Regions from separate parts of the Rattus norvegicus genome. Here regions 1 and 3 are each linked to region 2. Evidence: chromatin contacts called from public Hi-C data. All regions are on one chromosome and are shown on one strand. The core of a region is the stretch at or near the end of the contact, and the rest is flanking DNA. Distances in the headings are between cores, read along the strand shown.

Region 1 (4,555 bases), core at 1,037-3,536, 200 kb before region 2:
TGCAGAATGAGAGAGAGCAAGCAAACTATGATGAGTTTGTGTTTTGTGTTTTTCTGTTTTTTTGGTTTTTTTTTTTGTTTTGTTTTTTTGCAAAACATGAGGAACTGGAGAGCTCTGCCACTGTTTCTTCTTCTGCTACTCTGTTTCAGTCAGAGTCCTCTGGCCTCCTTTGTGTTCCCTGGGGGCCACAGCTATGGCCCAGAGCTGAAGTTATCCTGAGTTTACCTCTGCTGATCTGTACAGCAACTTGAAGGAAGATGGTGTATAGAGAGGCCAATTGAAGGATTCAGGGTACAGCTGATCGTGAGCTCTCTTTCAGGGTGGCCATAGAAAACCAAATTGCAGAAATGAACCCCATGGACAAGGACACTGCTCTCCTGGAAAAGGGTCTCAATAAGACACTCTCAAGTATTGATAAGAACTGGGAGGCAAGAATCAACACAGGACCGGGAAGTAGACTGCTATAAATTGGCATCAGGGGAGGTCTATCTGTATAGCTGACACTGTACCTGACCTTGGAACGGGAAGGAACCAGCTAGGCAAAGATCTGGCCAGCCTGTGCAAAGGCTCCACAGGTGCAAAGGTCCTGAGGCTGCAGCCTTCTGGAGCTTCCGATCAATAAAATCATAACTATAGGAGTTGTCCTCTGACCCCCACACTCCAGCTGTGATTCATTCGTACACATTAATAAGTCTAAAAAAAAAGATGGAGTGTGGTTGAAGATAACTGCTGTCACCCTCTGGACCTCCACAACCAGTCAAGGAGTACATACACACAGAAAATAGTCAACAGTATAGCTACAAAGTGGCTGTGGTACCTTTCCTTTTAGACATTTGCGATACTTTGTTACCCTTTTGAAACTTCTTACTATCACTAGGCCTTTACATAAGGTACAGACTAGGAGACCGTAATGTTATGAACGTACCCAAAAAAAGTGTGCAAATTCTCCATATTTGGGGAAACGTTTCACTGGTTTGTGCAACCCTGACTTCTGAGGGCCTGAAGATCCTGACACCATTTGTCCCCACCTTTGCTCCCAGATGGCTCTGGATTTTCCACTCTCTCCCATGTTATGGGAGTTCTCCTGGCTGCGCTAGCACAGGTAACCAAAAGATGTGTACTAAATACAACTGTGGTTTGTGAGTCACCTGAAATGAACCCCGAGGCAACAAAACAGGGAGCAAACTGAGGAAGGGTAAGAATTGGCTGAAGAAAAAGATCTCCAGACAACAGAGCCAAGGGCCTTGGGCTCAAATTCTGCCTCCACCCAGCAGCCATCCATTCAGCAGCCTGTTCAGAGTCTCTCTTCTTACCAGTGAAATGGGCCAATAAGGCTTTACCTTGGGTTTCTCTGAGAGAGTGAAAAGATGTTTGCACTTGGAAACAGTATGGATTCAATGAAACGACAGTTCTTTTAGGCTCCTGACCTTGGCTTGCATACAGAGTCCAGCCTACTTCAGCAGAAAAGTACTTTCAGTTCTCCCCTCCTCCCAGAAGCCTGAGCTGAGCCTGAGTTTCAGGCTCTGAATCCAAGAGCAGGGCCTGGTGCCTGGCGGTGCTCAATGAGTTTGATGAACTGTATGCAGGTCACTCCCCTTCCGGACCTGTTCTTGCCTTTGTATAGAAAGGCACATTTCAGGTTTTTCCTTCCTAGTACTTCTGACATCTACATCTGCTTTTCTAGAAGAGCCTAGGAGTCACATTTAGGGAAGGTGAGTAGGTGGGAAGAGGCTTTTGACTAAAAGGTTAGTGCACATTTTTGGCTCCCACTTCCGAATCTTCCAGAAGGTCTTTTATTTTTTGCCTACTTAATAATAACATAAAAAAGCCATGTCACTTTTTTTTTAATTGAAGTCTTTATGTTAAGCCGCCCACTCCAGCCATCCCAGGACGTGGCGAAGAGGGAAGAGGGGGCGCGGACAGGTGTAACGTGGGGGTGCATGTTGGAAGGGTTCGGCAAAGCCCGGCCCGAGTGCCCCAGCGGAGGTCACCGACCCTGGCGCCCTCTCTCAGGACCTGGTGAAGCTTCAAAGTCTCAGATCCCCAGGCCGCCCTTGCGGTGTCAGGATCTTCAGCACCCCAGAACCCAGACCTGTGTGCCTGCTACTCCCTCACCCACATCACGAGGGCGGAGCCCCGGCGCGCTGATGTAATCCCGGCGCCTGGGCGGAAGGATACGGAACCCGGCGTTGGCTGGCCGGGCGCTGAGGCCGTTGCCAGGTAACGCAGCGGAGCGGCTGCTGCGCGCCGCCTCCCGCCCTCCGCCGCCTGGCGCTGGGGCCGCCGCCGCTTTACGTAAGGCGCAGGCCAGGGCCGCCCGGCGCTCGGCAGCCGCCTGCAGCCCTCGGAGCGCAAGGAGAGGCGCCCACCCGGTAGCCTTGGCAGGTAGGCGGGGTGCCGGGAGCGGAGCCGCGGCGGGGGGCTGGCCCGAGGGATGTCCGACTCGGGGACCCCGCGGGCGGCGTGCGATGAGTGCGCACAATGGGCCGCGGCGGGCTGAGGCGGCCCGGCCTGAGGACAGCGGCCGAGCCTCGCCCGGCGCCCTCAGCTTTGTCCTTCGGCGGTCGGGGGCGGGCGCGGCTCGGTGAGTGGCGGGCACGCGGGCCTATGGCGCGGGGTCCGAGAAGGTGACGGCCGGGGGCAGAAGTGACAGGCCCTGGAATCGCCGGCCTGCGCGCGCCACCGCCCGGACCCTCGCGGCCCGGCTTCCGGCCGGTGTCCCTGGAGCTCCCGGCGTCCACCGCTTGGCCAGGGCTGAGCGCGCTGCGTAGAGGACAGGACGAGCAATGGGGAGCAGACCCCCAAACCTGGCAACCCCTCCCTTCAGTGTTTGCCCTTCTGTAGACAAACCTTAAAGGTTTAACCAAGAAAAGTGAGATGGAGATAAGCTGGGGAAGGGGACATGCGACTCTGGAATCATTTACTAAATAGGGTTCTTGGTTCTCATCTGCATCGTAGACTTTGCCTCGTTGCCCAAGTAACTGACAATGCATTTTGCATTTCTGGCTCTTGACTTGCTAAGGAAACGGTAGGAGAGGATTGCTGAGGAGCTGGGGACGAGCAGTTTGGATAACAGGTGATGCCATGGAAAAGACAGTGCAATGAAAACCCCACTCAGGATTTCTGCCAACAGTATAGGACCCGTTGCATGACACTTTGTCGGGTTTAGAGGCTTCAGATTTAAAGGAAAGGGAAAAAAAAAATCTGTCACTCTGCATTCTGAAGGTCAAATATTCGCCCGCAGATATTTTGGGCTGAACCATTCTTAACTAGGTCTCAGGATCTTTACGACAAAAACCATTCTGGAACTGTGCATTTGAAATACCCACAGAGGCTTCTTGCAGTTAATATTTATTATTGTATATTTAGTTGCTACTCTTGCCGAATGATGTACTTTTAAAATGTGTTCTCGCACAAGTTCATTCATATATCTATATAATGTACCTTTATCATACTTCCCCACTATCTTCTCTTATCCAAACATCGAATTTTAATTATGTATGTATTTATGTATGTGTTTGGGTGCATGTATATTTATGTGTGGAGGCCAGTGATCAATATCAGGTGTTTTTTTAGAATTGTTTTAAAAATATTTATTTAATGTGTATTGGTATTTTACCTGCATGTATATCTGTGTAGGGGTGTCAGATCCCCTGGAACTGGAGTTACAGACAGTTGTGAGCCACTGTGCAATTGCTGGGAATTGAACCCTGGGTCCTGTGGAAGACCGTCCAGTGCTCTTAATCACTGAGCCATCTCTCAAGCCCTAAGGTGTCATTTTTGAGATAGGCTAGACTTGGCTGGCCAAGAACTTTAGAGATATGACTGCCTCTGACTTTGAAATGCGGGGATTTGAGTCAGGGTCTCTCACTGAACTTGGAGCTCACCAATTCAGCAAGGTTTGCTGGCCAGCAAGCTTCAGGGATCCTCCCGTCTCAGCTTCCCCATCGCTGGGATTCCACAAATGTTTAATCATTTAAAAAGTAATTAGGGCTCGGGATGTAGCCCAGATGAAGCTCAGTATTAAATTCTCAAAATGTAAAATAGGGCTTCAAGTTGAGTGTAACAGATTTTTTATGAGCCTATTTTCACTAAGAAAGTGCTGCCTTGGCCAGTGAGATATCAAGAGGAGAGTTTTGTTCTTACTTAGTGTCATAGAGATACGTGTATTGTTCTTTGAACAGAAGGGTAAATATTTTTAACATGGCAACATTTAACAAGGCAAATCTGTTTAAAGGATGGTTGGTGTATTTGATATACAATTTATGAACGTTAAAAAAAGAAACTTAATGGTGTTTTCGCTTGTTCCCATTTGTTATGTAGCTTCCTCTGTGCCTGGTTTTATACCAGGGCTCTTTAAAGGCGTTGGGCTTGCTATTCCTCTTGTGTGGAAATGCACCAAGCCTGAGCTTTGCCCCTGGTTTTGCATCATTTGACTTGGAGCAGTTAATGGCCTCTGAGCTAGTTTTGTCATCTGTGAAATGGGAAGAATGGTGATAACCTGTCTTGCAGGATAGATAGGCAGAGAGGGAGGATGTGAAGTAATTTCATCCTT
Region 2 (4,037 bases), core at 1,512-4,011:
GAGGAGACCAGAAGAGGGATGCCCTGGAGCTGGAATTACAGGTGGTTGTAAACTGTCCAATATGAGCTTGGGTCCTACAGAAAAGAAGCAAAGACTCAACCACAGAACCATCTCCTACTTCTGCCACTATCCTAAGAGTCTTTAATTAACAGTATATGGCATAGGTGGCTCTAGCTGTCCCATCAGGTGGTATTAATGCACTCTGATACCCACCAGCTAACAGGATCAACTGACAAAAAGACAATTCACAGAAAGCAGCCCTGTCATTAAGTGACATGTGACTATGAACAATCTGTAATCCACGCTTGGCCTAGCTGTGTTCCTTATCTATCGTGTTCTAAGGTGTCTCCTAGAGTCCAAACACTCAGACTCCTTCATAGAACAAGGCCCACTGCACATGCTGCTGATGACAGTGGCCTAAGCAGAAATCTTGTCATCAGACAGAAAAAGTAAACACCCAAAACACAGTCACCTATGGCTGCAGGGAAATCCAGGACACTTGTTTTTCTTTTCTGAGCCAGGGCCCTGGCTGGCTTGGAATTTGATATGTAGAACAGGTTGGCCCCAAACTCAATAGGGCTCTGACTGCCTCTGCCTCAGTTAAAGGTGTGGACCGCAAGCTGATTTAACAAAAAGAAAAAAATGTGTTGCTATTATATTTATTATGTGCTTGTTTGTCTGTCTGTCCATGTGTGCCTTTGTATGTGTATATCTGTGTAAGTGTATGCCACGTGAGTTTGGGTACCTATGAAAGCCAAAACCACTGGATACTTTGGAGCTGGAATTGCAGGCAGTTGTGCTCTGTCTAAGTGTGGGTGCTAGGAACTAAACTTGAGTCCTCTACAAGAATAGCAAGCACTCTCAGCCACTGAGACTTCTCTCCAGCCCCTGTTTTTCTTTCTGATGCATTTGTTTACTCCGAGATTGAGTCTGGCAATAAATTTGCAATCTTCTAACCTCAGTCTCCCAGGTGCTGAGTCCTGGGATTGCAGTGCGCTCTTCTGCACAGATCCAAAGCAGGCCCAGGTGAGTTACAGGGTAGGGTGGGTAAGCGGTGCATTTCAGGAACTGGGAATCACTTGGACAGAGGGGTGGAAGTGGGAGTATGAGCGTTGTGCAGAGGAAAGGCAAAGAGAAGTCTAATGAATCCTCGACATGAACCTGAAGAGGCAGCCAGGAGGTATGGGATCTCCTGGAGCTGGAGTTACAGGCGGCTCTGACCCACTGTGGATGCTGGGAATTAAACCCAGGTAGGTCCTCCACAAAAGCAGCCAGTGTTTAACTACCGACCCCCCCAACCCCTGGCCCCAGCAGTGACCTCTTAATTTTATTTTTTATTCTGTCATGCTTTTAAAAAAGCTAAGAATCTGGGCTGGGGAGTTGGCTCAGTGGTGGAGAGCATTTGTTATTCTTGTAGAGGACCTAACTTTGATTCCCAGGTAACAACCAGCTAATTGTAACTCTTCTGACCTCTGAAGGCACTAGGCACACACATGGTGCATGGACCTATGTTCAGGCAAAACACCCATACACATGTGAAGCCTGCCTACAGTATGAATTATCTCCACCCCTGGGAGTGACAATCAGCCTTTCAGCAAGAGTTTTGCTGTACAGATACTTTCATGTAAGGAACTAGGACTAGGTCCCTCAGGGAAGAGGGAAGCCAAGCTTAGGGATATTGTGGAGTTATGACTAGCAGCTATACGGCTGTCCTTCCTACTAGAGCACCTTTCTTCAAAACCACAATTTAAGAGACAGACATAAACCAAGCTGGGGGATGGGACCGGATGGGAATCCTTCCTGTCAACTCTAAGCACCACAAGTAAGAAATGCTTCCACGGGAATACTCCAGACTGCTCACTGCTTAGCTCCCAGCTCTTTGCACAATGTAAGCCTGTTTTCATCTTGTGGTCACGTATAAGAGATCATCCACATGTTAACTCTCACTAGATGAAAAGGCCCGCTCCCATTCCGCTCAGTTTCCACAAGATTCGGGCAAAGTCGCTCTTTTTATTTTTTTTAAATCAACCAAAAACTTGGTTCCAGGAAGAAACAAGCTAAAGAAACTGAGCACTGCCTAACTTTGGAGGTGCGACTCAAAAGCCGGAAGCCACGAGTTAAGGTAAAGATTGCCAAAAAAATGGGCATTTATCTAATTAAACTGCGCACACTGTCTTTGTTGCTCCTTGGACTTCACATTCCGCGGAGGACAAAATGTGAGGGACAGTGGGAAAAGCCAATAACCAGGCAGCACACATTCTGGTTTGGATTAGGGATCAGTAACCCCAGCCCCTAGGCAGGCGGGCTTCTGCCTGGCTGCCTGACCTTGGGCAAGTCTCCCGCTTGTTGTCTTTTGCAATTCCAGGAGGGGTGGTGCCCCTATGCCGGTGAGAGTACCGTGTGTCGCCTGACAAGCAAATGGCGGAGCCTTCCACCTGACGCATCACCCAGATCCCCACATTTACGCCCCAGCGGCCCCACTCCTCGGCCCTCGGGCCCAGTTCGTGCAGCGCCGCACAGCAAACACCGGGACACCCGCGCGTTGAGGCCAGGCACGGGGATCCGACTGTGAGGATGAGACTTCAGGGCGCACGGGCACCGATGCGGGGACCAGACCTGCTGCTAATGTCCTCGCCAGAGCTCTGGGCCAAGAGTGGGGCCGACGCGGAGGAGCAGTGCTCTCTTACCTGAACGACAGCGCCAAAGCCGGGAGGCTGCGCCGCGCCAGCCTCACGCACCGAGCCGCCATGACTACCCCCGGGGTCGCGTCACTGCACTCACACTGCGCATGCGCGAAAGCCCCTACACCGGCTTCCCCACCTACTGCTGTTGTTTAGCTAATCCGTGATCGCCGTTGTTCTGATGGACAGATAATTTCCACCAATAATTGCGAGTCATGACAGAGTACCGGTTCCCCCTTCTCTGGTGGGCGGGGACTGAGGCTTCTGGGAGTCCCGGAAGGTGAGGAGGTGAAAGGTGAAGCGGGAGGGGTGGAGGGGGTGGAGGGAAACGGAGCTTCTGTGGGCGTGGGCGCGCCCGGAGATAGCCAATGAAGAGGAAGAGCGCCGGGGCGGGGCGGGGCGGGGCGGGAGGCGGCGAGCGCTGGGCTGGGGACCGTGGAACGCATGCCAGTTGACTGGTGTTCGCTCTAGGCTCCGGCTACATTCTGCCAACGTTTTTTTTTGGGGGGGGGTGGGGGGTGGCGTCCCGGGAAGGGACGGACCCCATCTCTACTACGTCTGCCGCAAGCACGCTATGTCAGCAGGCTGCCTGTGGACCGCCCGATGAGCATGACTTAGTTTTGTGCTTTCTGCCACCTCCAGTTTGCTCAGAATGCAACATAAGAAAATGAACTAACAGCAGTGTGTGCAGGAGAGCTTCGAGGATTTGGTGCAGATGTTTGGTCAGTACTATGGGGGAGGTCGCAAAGCTGAGAGATGTCTGAGGATGCTTTCTTGTATATGCAACTGCTTCCTTCCTCTCCCCGCTCCTTCAAATTCCGAGACGGAATTCCACGCTTCGTCTGTGGACTACAGTTTGCGAGTGCCCTCAAAAGGACCAAAAAGTCTATTATTTAACTTCGCTTTTATTAAAACCATTTCCTCAACACATGCTGCTTTTTGTCGGTGGCCTGGGGAACATGTCCACCCAAAAGCACAGCACTCACCTCATGGGGAATAAGTTAATTCTGGAGCCAATAATGAGTGCAGAAACAGTTTTAGGACACCCCAAATCCTACGTTCCAATGGGAAAACAGTTTCAGGACGTTTGCATAGTAGCAGAACAAAGAAAGCCACAATTCAAGTCGAAAAATGTATTAGTGGAAATGTTCGGTAGGTGATTACAGCAAACCGGAACCTCAGCTGCAGGCCTCATTCTTCGCCCTTTGATTGGTGGGGAATAAGGGTTTTGTTACTACGCGTCACCAAGATTTTAATCTGTTTATCTTGACGTTAGGTCTGACACAGAGTGGGGCAAAGAATCTATTTAATGGACTAAAGATAGCCCAAGATAAATTGCAATTAGGCCCTGCACCT
Region 3 (4,128 bases), core at 1,344-3,843, 260 kb before region 2:
GACCTCTCCCGGGGCTTTTTTTCATTGTCAGGTGCTCAACCGAAGTCGTCCTGTTGCCAGGCCTTCAACCAAACACATCCTGCTTGGCAGCTGCTGTGTACTCAGTGTTCTAACCTTTCCCTGAACCAGTCATCTTAAGTACAGCCTTGCAAAATGGCGTTACTGCTGCTAAGCTGGGGTCTTTCACCACTTAATCTGTTATCTCTATGCTCTTACCTGAGCCCAACATTCCTTGACATGCTTTCCTTGCCCTGTCTCTAGGACAGGCCTTTTCTCCAAGCACTCCCGAGTCCCTTTAGTGAAATGTGGTATCTGAAAGCCAAGATCTTAGAAGTAGGTGTGCTCCTGGTCCCTCTCAGTGAACAGAAGCAATGGACAGTTGTAGGTTTATGCATAAGCTTCTATGCGCACCCAGAGTTCTATATTCCTTACATATATTGAATTCCAAAACTCACCACTGAACCTTCAATCCTAAGCAACATCACAGGGTTCATTCTCTGTGATGACACCCCTTTGTCCTGAATGTAGCAAAGAGAAATAGGCAAGAATAAGCCAGAGAGAACCTAGAAAGCCTGTTTCTAAGGCTTTCTAGATGTTTCTAAAAGGCAAATATGCCACACAAGGACACTGGATTAGGGAAGCAGCATTTTTAAAAAACATGCTAGGGTACTCTAACTGCATTTACACTTGCATGCCAGGAGAGGGCATTGGATCCCATGGTTGCGAGCCACCATGTGGTTTCTGGGAATTGAACTCAGGATTCCAGAAGAAAGCAGCCAGTGCTCGAAACGGCCAACCTGTTTCTCCAGCCCAGGAAGTAGCTTTCTTAAGAGCAGTTAACATTTCTTTTTCTTTTTTTTTTTAAATCTTGGGCTATGAAAGGCTGACATTCACTGTCTCTGTGGCAAGAACCTCCCTGATGTGTTTCAGGTTCCCAGTGATGGGCTCCAGTCAGCTGACCCAGATGGCCTGAAGCAACTTGTAGTTTTCTCTGCTGTGTCGCTCAAAGGTGTTTTTCTTCTTCTCTAATTCCTAATTCCCAGAGGGGAAAGAGATCTTGTGAATTCTACCCTGGAAGAGGATGCGTTTAACACCTAACAACACTCCAGCTGTCCCCACCACCCGGTCTTTTGCAGGACGTGTGTGAGTGCCCACCTGGGTGTGAGTTCGTCAATAGTAAGAATTCCAAGCCTTTCTCAGCTGTTCCATACTGCGGATCTGCTTTACGCCTCCTGATAATGGGGTTCAGGCCATTTGGACAAAGTATCCACTACAAACCCCATGAAGACAAGGCCATCTCCACTTTATGCCTGTCTTCACGTGACAGTGTTGAAGAATAAGACCCTAAGTTTCCCAGAGACCTGCCAGACTGTACGGGTCTAGGAGAAGCCACCTTGGATGTTTCTAAGAATTTTAAGAATTTTATTCCTTTTTTTTTTTCCCTGATAGCATCTTGGTGTACTCCATGCTTGGGAGGGATTATCGATTATTTCTTTTGTGAGGACGCCAAGATGACCACTCAGTAGGATGACTTTTGCATTCCACTGTTCTTGCTTTTGCTTACAATTTATTTTGCTGTCATTGGTAAAGGGAAAGAAGCAGGTAGGAGGCTTACTGGGTGGTGCTGGGTACCCCGTAAGAAAGCTGTGAACTCACTGTGAACTAGGGACAGAGCAGTGTGTAGAATGGTCTTCCCACAAGGTGGCCTTCTAGAAAGAATTACATAAACTGTGATAAGTGAACACACTTGAAAGCAAGGCCATGAAGGCAATGTCTGGGCATGTCCACATTGTCTCTGTGAGAAAGACGAATAGGAGAAATGTTCTTGTTCTTTTTACAAAACCAAAGAGGATAACACCAGGTGTATTTCCTGTACTCGTATTTGCTTAAATTAATTGTAAACATCACCTCATATTTTGCTTACTTTAATAATTAAAACGGGAAGTGCTTTGTACCACTCTGGAGCGCAAACACCCGGAGTCCCCCAGTCCCTAGGCAGGTCTTTGGAATATCCTTCCATCTACGGAGGTTTAGCCTTGGCTGACTACAGGGCAGGTGGAGAAACAGGTAACCTGGCTATGAGGGAATGCATAAAGGTCTCTATGGGCATCCTTAGCTCTGCTTTAGAGTATTTCTCTTCCACTACCATTTATCAATTTACCATTGATCTACCTATCAATCAGTCATATACTGATTTGTCTGTCTGCTTGTTTGTTTCTTTAAGACAGGGTCTCACTACTCGACCTCGGCTGGGCTGAAACTGACCAGGTTGGCCTTGAACTTAAGAGATTTGTCTACCTCTGTCTTTTGAGTGTTGTGACTAAAGGCTTGTGCCACTAATAGTCTAATCTATTTATTATCTATTATCTATCTTGACGTCATCTACCCATCTTTCTATCAATCATCTAATCATCTGTCATCCTCTTTGGACTAGTAACATGTGCAAACTCTGCCAGCACACACTATGAACACAGACAGCAACCCTTTGGTCTCTTCTGGGCATGTGGATAATAGGATTGGCTGGGTGGTAAGGGGCATGACGCATTTAGGAGGCGCCGGAAGCAGGGACCGCGGAAGGTAACGCGATCGCTTAGCACCGGAAGCGGCCAGGCGGGCCATGGAGGAAGGACCCGCGATCGGAACCCTGTCTCGAGAGGTCTCGACTGAGGAGGCCGAGCCGTTGGTCGCCGCGTGGAGCGGGGACAGCGGCCACGTATCGCAGAGCCACAGCAGCGCGTCCGGACCTTGGGAAGATGACGGCACCGAGGACGCGCCAGGCCGCGACCTGCCGCTGCTGCGCCGCGCCGCCTTGGGCTACGCCTCCAGCTTGCTGCCTGCCACCGGGCCGCGGCCGGAGGTGGAGGCGCTGGACGCCAGCCTGGAGGACCTGCTCGCCAAGGTGGACGAGTTCGTGGGCATGCTGGACATGATTCGCGGAGACTCGTCTCATGTGGTGAGCGAGGGTGTGCCTCGGATCCACGCTAAAGCCGCCGAGATGAGGCGCATCTACGGCAGAATCGACAAACTAGAGGCCTTCGTGAGGATGATCGGTAGTAGCGTGGCCAGAATGGAGGAGCAAGTCACCAAGGCCGAAGCCGAACTGGGGACCTTCCCCCGAGCCTTTCGGAGGCTGCTGCATACCATCAGCGTTCCCGCTCTCTTTAAGTCGGCGCCCACCGCGCCCCAGCGCGCAGTGTACGAGCCGCCAGTCCTGTTTCGGACAGAGGATCACTTCCCTGGCAGCGGTGACAGACCGCAACTCTGAGCGTGAAGCTCTACCACAGGAGGACTCCAGTGAGACTCTTGTCCAGACTGTTAATTGGCATACATGATACCGCCTTGTGAAATGTTAAAGTTTATTTTCTGCAAGCGACTTGACATCGATGTCAAGAGTGTAGATCCTTATGTCTTCCAGTGCTGATTCAAAAGCTCTTTGGTCGGGGCCTGGGGAAGCCAATTGAATTAATTTATCTGTGCAATATGGCAGAGCTGTTATTTTATGGCCTTTATTACAGTGAACAGTGTTACCTTGTTAAGATTTATATATTTATATGATCAAAAGTGACCAAGAAATTAAAGCTGTATTCTTAAATCGTAACAGTGGTTCAGTTTTCTGTAGCATTCTGGGAAAGATGGCAGATTCAATATTATGTTCAGTTTTCCATAGCGTGGAAACGCAATCGCTTAGCACCGGAAGCGGCCAGGCGGGCCATGGAGGAAGGACCCGCGTTGTAAACCAACGGAAACAAGATAGCAAACTGGGCGTTTTGTGCAGAGAGTTCTGAAGTTGTATTTGACAGTATGACTCAGACTTAGTTTATCAAAGCAAGCATATTAATGTATGGTTGTCAGTGGTCTATAACACATTCATTAAAATGTTAAATTTCTTTGGCAGATATTTCCTTCTGGAAATTATTTACCGTAGTTTGTTTAGAAATGAACTTGTCATTCATGGTTTTAATAGTCGAGTAAGAAAAGGCAACTTCCTTCTTCTGAAGGTTTGGGTGAAAAGCCAACCTCGATGCTGTTTTCACAGTTCTGCGATTCTTCCCCGCTGAGTCTTTTGGAGCAGTAGGAGGGTTTTGTTCTTTAACTTCCGGGCACACAGAATGTTTGAACAACAAACTC

What was found. Hi-C and Micro-C count contacts between places; a contact is called where the count stands out from the background.
Region 1: a Hi-C map of Schwann cells shows a contact between it and region 2, with 2.4 times the contacts expected there. The contact joins the promoter of Kiaa0232 here to the promoter of Grpel1 in region 2. A contact is called at or near these places in 2 of 12 Hi-C or Micro-C datasets (Schwann cells and frontal cortex).
Region 3: a contact with region 2 is called in a Hi-C map of the A7r5 cell line, with 11 times the contacts expected there. The contact joins the promoter of Bloc1s4 here to the promoter of Grpel1 in region 2. A contact is called at or near these places in 11 of 12 Hi-C or Micro-C datasets (the A7r5 cell line, Schwann cells, frontal cortex and 6 more) and 1 of 1 datasets of contacts at active chromatin or transcription factors (oligodendrocytes).

The regions. Positions count from the first base shown.
Region 1 is chr14:78,316,899-78,321,453 of GRCr8, forward strand. Kiaa0232 (KIAA0232 homolog) reads left to right here and starts at 2,287. Exons shown (of 9, transcript NM_001109388.1): 1 at 2,287-2,385.
Region 2 is chr14:78,520,107-78,524,143 of GRCr8, forward strand. It overlaps Grpel1 (GrpE-like 1, mitochondrial), which reads right to left and starts at 2,762. Exons shown (of 4, transcript NM_024487.4): 1 at 2,688-2,762. The coding sequence starts at 2,749. It also overlaps a transcript of Tada2b not described here.
Region 3 is chr14:78,265,142-78,269,269 of GRCr8, forward strand. It overlaps Bloc1s4 (biogenesis of lysosomal organelles complex 1 subunit 4), which reads left to right and starts at 2,594. Exons shown (of 1, transcript NM_001100766.1): 1 at 2,594-3,894. The coding sequence starts at 2,618. The coding sequence ends at 3,265.